Regions from separate parts of the Rattus norvegicus genome. Here region 2 is linked to region 1. Evidence: chromatin contacts called from public Hi-C data. All regions are on one chromosome and are shown on one strand. The core of a region is the stretch at or near the end of the contact, and the rest is flanking DNA. Distances in the headings are between cores, read along the strand shown. Region 1 overlaps Kat6a (lysine acetyltransferase 6A). Region 2 holds the start of Ikbkb (inhibitor of nuclear factor kappa B kinase subunit beta).

The links. Hi-C and Micro-C count contacts between places; a contact is called where the count stands out from the background.
Region 2: a contact with region 1 is called in a Hi-C map of mammary epithelial cells, with 2.3 times the contacts expected there. The contact joins the promoter of Ikbkb here to the enhancer-like site in region 1. A contact is called at or near these places in 3 of 12 Hi-C or Micro-C datasets (the A7r5 cell line, frontal cortex and mammary epithelial cells).

What each region holds. Positions count from the first base shown.
Region 1 is chr16:75,836,202-75,842,164 of GRCr8, forward strand. The region is part of intron 1 of Kat6a (lysine acetyltransferase 6A); the gene reads right to left. It overlaps LOC120097527 (a long non-coding RNA gene), which reads right to left. Exons shown (of 2, transcript XR_005495032.2): 2 at 5,435-5,616. Among named protein-coding and RNA genes, the nearest start is that of Kat6al, 27 kb to the right of the region's middle. Within about 2 kb of position 2,355, at least 33 of the 93 cell types and tissues checked have an H3K27ac peak or open chromatin away from gene starts, as enhancers often do. A contact at or near this core is called in the A7r5 cell line, where this site is marked.
Region 2 is chr16:76,019,248-76,024,757 of GRCr8, forward strand. It overlaps Ikbkb (inhibitor of nuclear factor kappa B kinase subunit beta), which reads left to right and starts at 2,784. Exons shown (of 22, transcript NM_053355.3): 1 at 2,784-2,866; 2 at 3,138-3,264. The coding sequence starts at 3,160. It also overlaps a transcript of Plat not described here.

The sequences.
Region 1 (5,963 bases), core at 1,105-3,604:
TGCAATGTCTTACATGTACTGACACCCTTGTGTCTTTACGTCCTATAATTTTTTCGAATCTCATTTTTGCTGACATTTCTAAATTCTGGGCAAGTATTTGCTCTTATTTTGACTTTCCAATGGTGATTAAAGTTTCTATGTACTATCATATGTCTACGTATGGTATTTACTTACATACATGTATTGAGGTTTTCTAAGAGTTAGTATGAACACACCACATTGGATATTACCTACATGAACAAACATCCTTGAATGTAAGAAAAAGCACCTGTGCTAGGATACACATACAAGCACATAGATCCCTAATGGCTTAGGGGGAGCAAAATGCTCAACCAGACCTTCCTGTTCATTGCCGTTTTTAAAAAACTATAACTCTATTTACTGAACCCAGAAGGATTGAGGTATAAAATAACTCTTGAACAAACCAGTGAGAAGCACCATCTTGCATGATTTACAAAGAGTAATTATCATCATGCCACAGGCCTGACTTCCTATGAACCAAAAAGTATACACATGTCTAAAATCTGAGGTACATACTGCCAAGCAGAATTCCTGAGAGGCTGCACTCACTCACCGTCAACAACAATGGAATCAGGTGTGAGTTCTGCCGCAGTTCCTGCTCACGCTCTCCACTCTCCTTTATCACGCTGGGATCACACTCCGTATGTGCTCTTTCTCCTCTGCCAGACACCCTTCTATTAGTCACCATACACGCAGGAACACACGCTCCTTCCTGTCTGTCTGTCTGTCTTATGCTCTGACAAGTGTCATCCTACTCTTGGACCCTCTCTAGAACCACCATGTGTGGTCTCAGCTTCCCTCAGGACTAGAGTGATCATGTTTACAAATGCTGCCATCCACGGCAATACAGTCTCATACGGCAATAGTTCTCAACCTGGGGGTCACACCCCTTTGGGGGTCAAATGACCCTTTCACCAGGGTCACCTAAAGCCATCAGAAAACACAGATATTTATATTACAACTCCTAACAGTAGTAAAATTAGTTATGAAGTAGTAATGAGATAATTTTATGGTTGGGGTCACCACAGCACAAGGACCTGCATTAAAGGGTTACAGCATTAGGACGGTTGAGAGCTGCTGTCATAAACAGTCTGAGTCCCAGCTTTGTGGGGTCCTTTGTCCAAGCCTTTGGAAGCAACCAGGCAGTGTGTTGTCTGTGCAGGGCTGAGACAGCCCTGTGTAGCTGCCTCTGCAACCATTGAAAAACTCAAACCGGGGCTGGGGATTTAGCTCAGCGGTAGAGCGCTTGCCTAGCAAGTGCAAGGCCCTGGGTTCGGTCCCCAGCTCCGAAAAAAAGAAAAAAAAAAAAAACAAAAAAACAAAAAAAAAAAACTCAAACCTCTCATTCGGTTTCCTCAGCCAAAGAGGTTATAAGTGCTTGAGTAAGTTAAGCACTGTGTATGAAGTGGTGAGTTTTCTGATCTGCTACTGCTCTCTCCAATGAAATGTCCAGTGTGACAGGCGCTTCCCTGGCTAGGTCTGGACTGGCACAGTGCAGTATCTTAATGACTTGGCATACATGATAGATTTTATCATCAACTTAACTGGATTCAGGATCACCACAGAAAGCACACCTCTGGGTGTACCCTGAAGGTGCAGACAGAAAGTCTCCCCTGGGCATGGAGAGACCCATGAAGGAATACATGCGTGAATGTGAGCAGCCCCGTTGCTGTCGTCCAGGGTCTGAACTGAATCCAGAGGAGAAGGCTAGCAGAGCACCAGCACTCGCTGCCCTGTGGGTCCTGGCTGTGGCTGCTGTGCCATCAGCTGCCTCGGGCTCCTGCTGTTCATGCACTGCCTTCCACGCTGCACTGTGAGTCCAGATAACCCTGTCCTTCAAGCTGCTCTGTCAGGTATTTGGATACAGCACACAGAGGTAACTACAGCAGTGTATTTGCAGGTCGCAGGAGTGAACTAAATGGTGCCTTCTCTTTAAAATGCATGTGCTGAAGTCCTCACTCCCAGTCTCTCTGTATTTGGAAAGAGGATCTTTAAGAAGCAGTTAATGTTAAGTGAAGTCAGAGGCTAGAACCCTGATCCATCAGGACTGATACCTTTTTAAGAAGAAGAAGCACTACGAGGATATAGGCATAGAAAAATGACGAGAGAAGACACAGCAACAAGATATCCATCTGCAAGGCCAGAAGCCTCACCAAAACTATCTTCATCATCCTCTTTTGAACTTCTAGCCTGCAGAACCATGGAAAAACAAAATGTCCTCTGTTTGAGCCACCTAATCCGTGGTACTTGGCGATGGCAGTGTTAGTCAACTAATAAAAATTAGTGAGTCACATCACATCTTCAGAATGACTTCCACATACCATTTAGCCATTGTTTTACAAGGATATTGAGTTGGGTGCTAAGAAACAAAACTATGGCAGAGTCAACTCCCTGTCGCTAGGCATACACTGCAGCTGATAGAAGAGGACGCACACTCATGTGGAGCAACGGCCCGAGACACAGAAGGAGCAATCACTATTACACACAAGGGCGCCCCAACCTGACAGAAACACAAAGGACTAGGACCTGGGGGAAGGAGAGAACCTCACGTTATTTTCTAAAGAGCTATGAAACTTTATTTATTACTTTCTGTGAGTGACTACTTGTCACACATGTATGCATGTGACTGTGTGTGTAAGTGTAATTGCCCATGGAGGATCCAGGAGGCACTGGATCTCCTCCAACTAGTTACAGAAGGCTGTGGGCTGCCATGGCAACGCTGAGAACAAGGCCCAGGTCCTCTGCGAGAACAGGAAATGATCTTAACCACTGAATCATCTCCCGCTCCATTAACTAGGAAGCTTTAATATGCTGTTTTTAAAAAAGAGACTTAAGCATTTAGCCCTGTCATTAAACTTCAGGAAAAAGTAACATTGGGCTTTTGCTTTCTTGAAAAAAGAAAAAAACAAAATAAACCCAAACACTTTTGGTTTTGCTTCTTCTTTAAAATCACTAGCAGCCTATGTTTTGCAGACTCAATCTTGAAAATAAGAATCATAAACTACAAGATCTCCCGCTATCTTCTGCCTTAACGCAGAGACAAACAATGAAGCAGCTTCTGTTCTAGAAAAGGCTGTGCACAATGCAGCCCTGCAGTGAAAATTCCATACTTCAGGACTAGGGTATGGCAGAGGACTCAAAACTCAGCACTTCCAGAAATAAAACAAAAATGGGCAGCGCGTCCACATAGGCAGCACGTCCACACATAAATAGACTGCACCGCAGCCCTCGGCTCCCTTCTCAGAGCACAGCACATCTGACATTTATCCATGGCCACAGCTCTATCCCAGGCTGCCCCTTTCTGCTGTCAGTAATATTCCCTACATCGACAGACTACAGTTCATTTAGCTATGACCAAGCCCAGGAACATCAGAGCTGTTTCCAATTTTGATTCTGATGAATACAGACATTTAAAATATTCACATTTAGAAAATCAGTACTTTCCTATCTTTAAAATTCTTTGAGAATTTTCTTCTTTTAAAAAAAAGGGATATTTTCGAGGTACCAATCTACTAATCTGAGGTAGTTATAAGCATAATCTCTGCCAACACTTCATCTAATCAGGATTCTTAAGTATGTCCCTCTTCAGTGCTCTGCCTGCACCACAACGCAAAGGTGTAAGGGATTAACAAGTTAATGCCTGATGGCAGCGGCTTTCAAAGAAAAGCCAGTGTGATAAAGACGGAGTGTACAGTAGTGTGGTACTTAATAAGGGAAGCCTGACCAATGCAGGCTGCACACTTCAGAGGTCAGGGACGCGAGTTGGAGCAGCCGGCTTGGTCTCACACTGCCAATTTTTGTGCCAAATGTTAAATTCCTTCTGCTGTTTTTCTAACTAGAACATTTATGGATGTAAAGTCACCAGATCTAGACGCCGAAAGGAGAGACAAGAACAGAAAAGCTGTCTTACAGGAACCCCTCTGGGCATGCTGGTACTACACAAGGATGTCTAGAAAGATAATGTCCTGACTCCAATTCTCCAAGTGTATGTGTACACAGATGTACTGCTCCCCCAAGGCAAAAGTGAAGGAAAGGGAACTGTCACTGGGAAAAGGAAAATCCTGTAATTAAAGTCTTGACTCCCAAATAGAGACCCAATACTAAAACTGCTCTCAGCTCCAGGAGAAAAGGGTAAGGAGACTGGCCTTATAGAGAAACTTGTTCTTCAAAAGTCCGACCTGCTCTGCCCTTCCATCTAAGGCATGGGCCACTACAGAAATAAATCACAAATGTTTCTGAGTAGAAGAGTATCGTATCAAATAACAATTATAAAAATACCAAGTGCATGCCTACCACTTTTTAAAGGACTGTGGTGAACAAGAAATGAATTTTAATAAATCATTCAGATATTTAATAATACAGTCTTGTCTCTACCTAGGAAAGACTGCTGTTACAGCTCTCTGCTGTGTATCTGTAGCCTATGTACAAACCTGGGAGTGCACATAACAGCTATATTGAAGGCAAAACTGTAACACGGCTATAAGATTAAAAGCTCAGAATCTGGAGCTCATTAAGTTTTATTAGTTTCTATAAATGAGCACTCTAAAGCCATATGTATCGGCTAGCACCAAATGTAATACATGAAAAAATACAAACCTGCAGCATTTCTTTAAGCTAAGAAACCAGGTAATTTACTTTTGAGAAAGGGTCTCATGATCTCAGCCTGGTCCACGGTCACCATATAGCCCTTGGACTTCTGAGCCTCTGGCCTTCATCTCCTGAGTACTGGGATTGTAAGAGTGAGGGTGCCATCAAACTAGTTTGCGTGATGACAGTGATGGGTATCACACCAAAGTTTTGGGCCTTCCCCACAAACATTCTACCAACTCATTTATTACCTCACACCTTTTTTGGGCTCGTCAGTTTAGTCTAGTCTACTCACTGTGGGATCATAATGCCATCATGTCTAAAACTACCAAATAATCTGGGGCAGTAGAGAGGCTCACTGGTTAAGAGCACGTACTGCTCTTCTAGAGGACATCAACTGGGTACCCAGAGGCAACTCATAACTGCCTGTAACTCCAGCTCCAAGGGATCTAACACCCCCTCTGGCTTCTGTGGATGCTACACTCACATACACAGCTGCATACACATACACATGATTAACAAAAGCAATCATTTTTTAATGGACGTGTTTTACCTGCATGCATGTCTGTGCACCACTTTCATGTCTCATGGCTACAAAGATTGGTAGAAGACGGCTCTGGATTCCCTGGAGCTGAAGTTATGGATAACTGCGAACTGTAATCTGGGAGCAAGGACTCAAACCCAGGTCTCCCGTGGAACAGCCGTGCTGTTAACTGTTGAGCCATTTCTCCAGATTCCAAAAATAGAAATTTGTAAAAACATCACACAAATACCCTTAAAAATAGACTATGAAAACCAAGTAGAAGATAGTGTTGGAATCAGGAAGTATTTGTAAGTAATCTTTATTTCTTTTACAGAGTTCATATGCTCATAGTGGGTAGCCTCAAACCACAGTAATTTAGGTCGTCTCTCAGTATAATCCATCAATAGTTGAGAGGTAGATAGACTGACAGAAGGCAAGTTCTCTAGTTCTAATTCTCCAACTATAGGGATGCCAGGGCTGTTCATCTGCAAAATAGTAATATTTGAAATGATAATTTTAAAGGTCTCTGAGTATTCTGAATATGCACTTAGGCTCCCTACTCTCAAAAGAATCCATAAATCTAGTTAAAGGTGGCCGTGATAGGTACAAAGCAGTCACCACAACGGGCAGTAGTGAGAGCCAGCTGCCAGTCTAGAGCGGGCACCTCCCAGGCATGGGACTAAGCTTGGCGGTTCTAAACAGCACTGTCAATCGCTAGCATTTAGAAATGGAAATGTGCAGCTGAGCCAGCTTACTTAAAACAACAAACATTTTGCCACATCAAGTAGGTTCATTACAACTTCTCCTGTTAGCTTCATAATGTCAATCAATT
Region 2 (5,510 bases), core at 1,534-4,033, 180 kb after region 1:
GTGCTGGATGGGTGTCCCCATTTAGAGTCAACACTCAAGAGTAACTTTCTGAACTGTACTTTTGAAATGCTAGCACGCCATCCACAGGAAGATAGAATTAACGTGTAAGAACCAACTCTTCCATAACTCTTGCTTACGCTTTACCACCCAGGCCCAGTTCACATCTGCTCCTCGGTTCACCCTCCCGCACCATAGGATCTGAATAGATGGGTGCATCCCATCCCAGTCATGAGGTGCTGTTGAGATCAAAGCACCCGTTGAGATGGTTAGTCGTCGATGTCTACAGAGAATGTCCTTCAGAGGCAAGGGAGGGAGTTTTCAGAACCAAACCTCAACTCCTCTGGGCGGTCATCCCTCTGGTCGCTATCCCAGCACTTGGAAAGCTGGACCGAGGCAGGAGCATGGTCAGTTTTAGATCAACCTGGGCTGCACAGCAAGACTGCCTCAAAGCCAGAAAGGAGTTACTTGTGCCAGCTCCCCCCAGAGGTAACTCAAACCAAGGAGCAATGGTTCTTGGGTGTGGCTGCCTGTCACTAACTAAACACAGCTGTGCATGAGGCCTCCTTGTAAGAGGCTATGTTTGCACAGACTGGTTAGAACTGCAGCACCACGGAGAGATTGGAATGTTACAAGTCCAGAGGCTAATTATCTTATCTGGAACACCCATTGCTTACCCACCTCTGTGTCAGAACAAACCTTATGTGACTAAGAGATTAAAAAAAAAAAAAGAACCAAAAAAAACAAAACAAAACAAAACAAAACAAACAAAAAAAAATACCCCAGCTTTTGAAATCTATTAACTTAGCGAGCTAATATCTTCCACCAACCCAAAAGCTGAGGTCATTGGAGAACATCTGATGATTCATGACCTAGCTTCCCCATCTTGCTGTAATCATCTCTCTGAGGTATCCACTGGTGTGTCTCAAACCTGCCTTGATTTGTTCCTTTCTTGGGTCTGTAAAACTATAAAGCTTCTTAAAACTGCTTCCACATTGGAACGTTATATCCGGGGACTAAATGTATATTCCCATGCCGTGATCTCTTATCTATGCTCCTGAATAAACTATGTATTTTTTTTTCCTTTGAGGTGAGAGCTGTTTCTTTGGATGACACGGTGCACCCTTGGTTCCCACTTCTGCTTATATTTGTTTCAGGTAGAGGAATCTCTTACCTCAAAACGGAAGTGAGGTACCGAGATCTTCCTGTCAGGAATGGAGGCGTTCTAAGTAGACACTTGAGCTCTTCCTTTTTCCTATTAAACTGTGGGTATAACAGACTCCGAGAAATTGGAATCCCCCCCCCCAATATCATTTGAGGCCATGTGCGAGTCTGTATAAGAAAGCTGTGACCTGGGGTTGGGGATTTAGCTCAGTGGTAGAGCGCTTGCCTAGGAAGCGCAAGGCCCTGGGTTCGGTCCTCAGCTCTGAGAAAAAAGAAAAAAAAGAAAGAAAAAAAAAAGAAAGAAAGCTGTGACCTTCCTGAGAACTGTGGTCAGGGCAGAGTGCAGAATGTTCTTCGCACAAGGTGGCCTTCTAGAAATAATTGCATAACCTATAAAAAGTGGATGGCGGTGAAAGCGAGGACCGAAGGGTATGTCCATGTTATCTCTGTGGGAGGGGCGAAGTTCTGGGAGGAATATTCTTGGCTTTTTTCCTCACACGTCCAAGGATGATAAGACATAATACCAAGTGTATTCCCTTGTTGTCCTTGTATTTGCGAAAGCTCTCTGTCAACATCACTTCGTGTTTTGCTCGCTTTAACAATAAAAGAGTGAGAAGTGCTTTATTTGCTCTATTCCTGAGTTCAAATTCTCAGAGTTCCCTAGTTATCCCACAAAGACCGTGGACTTATCATTCAATCCGTGGAAGACTCTGTTGGCCTCGCTGGTTGCTGTCCGCTGTCTAAAAAGCCAGCAATGTCAGAAGCCTTGTGCTAACAGCAGAGGAGCCTGGCTCAGGCAGAGCTTTCACACGGTTCTGACAAATGCCACCTCATAGGAGAGACTGGAGCCTCATCAATGATGGTGGACCAGAACATACCTTGAGCACAAATACTTAGTTATGTATACCTCTTCCCTTCCATTTAAACCCAAACCCCATGGCAGGACCCCAAAATTGGACTTGGCTTAGCAGAGGTACGGGTGAGAGTGATTGGATCTCTTGTCTTTTCCCAATGTAGTCACATTGAATAAACTTCTTCACCCGCCTTTCATCGCTACTTGTATCATGAATTAGGCTATGGAAGGTGAGTGGCTGAACCTGGCTTGCTCGAGGCAGGGGTGGGGGCTGGTAGGGGTGTGGAGTGGCAATACCCAGGCTCTTGACCTAATAACAAGTAATTTCCCTATGCTCCCAGTGCTGAAACTCCAGTTTAGGTAGACAGCACTAGCTTTTGTTTTATCTTTGTACTCTTCCCTCTCCTCCCTCCCCCCTTGAGGGGGATGGTGGTGTGTTATGAGGAGCATAAGGGTGGTTTCTTATTCTTATTTCTGAACCAGGAGCGTTCGGGCTCCGAATGGCGAATGGTGGGAGGACAGGGAAGCAATTCTTAGGACAGTCCCTAAGTCAGCCCTAGTGGGGGTTTAGCAGATTAACTGCCTAAGCCAGTGGGATCAAGCTCAGTCAGAAAAGCGCCAGGGTGAAGAACTCTCCAAGCCGCCAGGTCCTGCACCGCCAGGTCCAGCACCACGGCTGGCTGTGGCTCAGTCCCAGCGAGCGGCTCGCGCGTCCCCTTTAAGAGCCGTCAAGTGCCCGTGACGTCAGGGCAGGAAGTGTTTGAGGAAGTGGCGCTGAGCTGGCTGCGTGGGGACCCCGAGTTTTCATGTCCTCAGCGGGTGTCGCTAGCGGCCCCGCGGCCCCCGGGGCAGGTGAGTCCCACGCGAGGGTGGCTCGTGGCCGGTGGACCGGCTCGCCCGGGTGCACGCTCGGCTTCTCCCCGGGGTCCCTGGCTGCACCGCGCTCGGTGCGGTGCGGAGCGGACCCGCCGGCGGGCCGGGCCGCAGCAACTTTTATTTGTTAACTAAATCGGTCTCCTAGCCCAGCCTCCCCTTGAAGGCAGCAGCCGCTGCTGCTTCCCCCTGCTTCTTGAGCTCCAGTGTTCTTACTCTCAACTTGTCCTCTCTTCCTACTTGCTTCTAGAGTTAGCAGGGAGGGCATCGATATGAGCTGGTCACCTTCTCTCCCAACCCAGACATGTGGGGCCTGGGAAATGAAAGAACGCCTCGGAACTGGGGGATTTGGAAACGTCATCCGGTGGCACAATCAGGTAGGGCTCTGGCACCGGGGAGGGCGGGTGATCTGTCTTGGCGCCTCTTCTGTCCTGGCCTGGTGTGGATGGGTGGATCCCCTCCTATCCTTGGCGTGGTCCAATGAGAGTGTAAGAAAAGGGACTGCAAAGGGGACCTGTGAGCTGCTAAACTGAGTCTTAAAAACCTTAATAACCCTGATACTTAGAAGGGCGGGGGGGGGGGAGTAAGCTGTCATTCCAAGTATTTTAAAATTATACATTTACTAATATTTAGACTAACACGTGATAGATTACATAGGGATAAATGTTGTAGAATACAGGCAGTGCTAAAAGATGAGAGAAATAAAAACATTTTAAATAACTATTTAAAGTATTTTTAGGTAGTTAATAACTCCAAGGTTTTTTCTTCTTTTTTTCCTTTCTTTTCCTTCCTTTCTCTCTCTCTCTCTCTCTCTCTCTCTCTCTCTCTGTCTCTCTCTCTGTCTCTCTCTCTGTCTCTCTCTCTTTCTTTCTCTCTTTCTTTCTTTCTTTCTTTCTTTCTTTCTTTCTTTCTTTCTTTCTTTCTTTCTTTCTTTCTTTCTAGTATGGTTCTGCACAAAACACCCTTAGTATGATTAAGGCTAATGGGTGAGAATGTGCAGCCCCTATAATGCGGAATGATTTGGACTGATTTTGCTTTGGGATCTGCTTATTATTCCTATTATTTTAGCCCTTCAGTGTCTGGCATGAGTTGTTCAGGTTAAAAGTTTCTGGTCTTCCAATTTTTTTTTGTTTGGGCTGTCGGTAAGTACACTGCGATTCTTGGCAGGACTCTCTTAGCTCACTTGTTTACTGTATGAGATTGTTTTACCCAATTTGGGTAATTGGTTCGTAATAATGCCTAAAAGGCACACGTTGCTTGTGATGTCTCTGCTGGAGAACACTTACTTACCTCAGGGCACGTGAGTGTAATTGTCACACTTGGGGGTCACAGCCTGTGCCCTATGCTGGGTCCTCAGTAAGTCAATTAAAATAGTGGAAAACAAGGGATTCATTCACGGCGAGGTCACATTGGGAAGAGGGACAGACAGATCCAGCAAACCTCCCACATCCATCTCCATGATCCTAACATTAGATTAAAGTTCAAATAGAACGCCAAGGATATGCACATGTAAGCAGTCTGGTCCAGCCTACCACAGGTCCTTTTTTTTTTTTTTTTTTTTTGTCATCCTGTGAGATTTTCTGAGAGTGTGTTCAAGCTCTGTGGCCCAGAAGACAAATTCCCCCTCTGGCTGGTAGTTTTTCCTCTCTCCCACCATGAAATTTCTGGGGAATTTCCCATCTCTCTGGCATCCAATGTTTAAAACTACCTCTTTAGAATGTCTTCATTTCTGCCAGGCCAGTTACCCAACCTCCTGAGAGACCTGGGGAAGTGCTCTCTCTCCAGAGGCCTATTTTTACATTTTAGGATTCCGGTGTTGGGCAACCCTTGGGAAACTTACCAAAACAAGAGGCCACCCTTCTAGGGAATCCTTCCTAAACAGCTAAAACCAAGGTCTTGACTCAAAATTAAGCGGTCAAGGTGAGAGACTAGCTTGGTTGGTGGTGGTGATGATGGGGAGCAATAGGCAGACTGAAGAGGTTTAGGGGTTAAAATAAACAGGACTTGGGTGGATAGAGGGGGTAGGGGTTAGAGTTCAGGAGGAGTCTGGCTGAAGTGGTGCTGGCTGGGGAACATGCCTGCTTAGACCTGGAAGTCCTCTGCTGTCTTCATGGACGGATCTTGGGGTAGCCTCGGGGCTGCTTTGGGTGCATAGAAGCAATCTTTAACCCACACCTAAGATCGGAAGACGCAGCATGCCTTCTGTGGGACGCGCCTCTGTCCCCAGCCTCTAGGCGCATGCAGCCGAGATGGCATCAGGCATCTTCGTGCTACCTCATAGGCTTTCCCTTGTCTACAGGCAAGGGAATAGTCTGTAGCTATCACAGAGAAATTGCCTGAAAGAGCCCTAGTCAGAAATGTGGCCCAAGAACCAGGGTCATTGCTGCAAACCTCTTACATGTCAAGGTCGGGGTAGGTTTCTTACCTGCTGGGTCTGTTTTACCTTACCTTACTTACATGCTTTACTTCTGGTGTTGGCACCTCTAATTCCTGTGTTATAACCGAGGAATCAGAAGCACAAGGGAATTAGGTAATCTATCAAAAGAGGCTATGCCGTTAACACATGCATCTATTCCTATCCGGACGATATGCCCTGCCGTGGCTTCTTCTGGTTGGAGCTAGA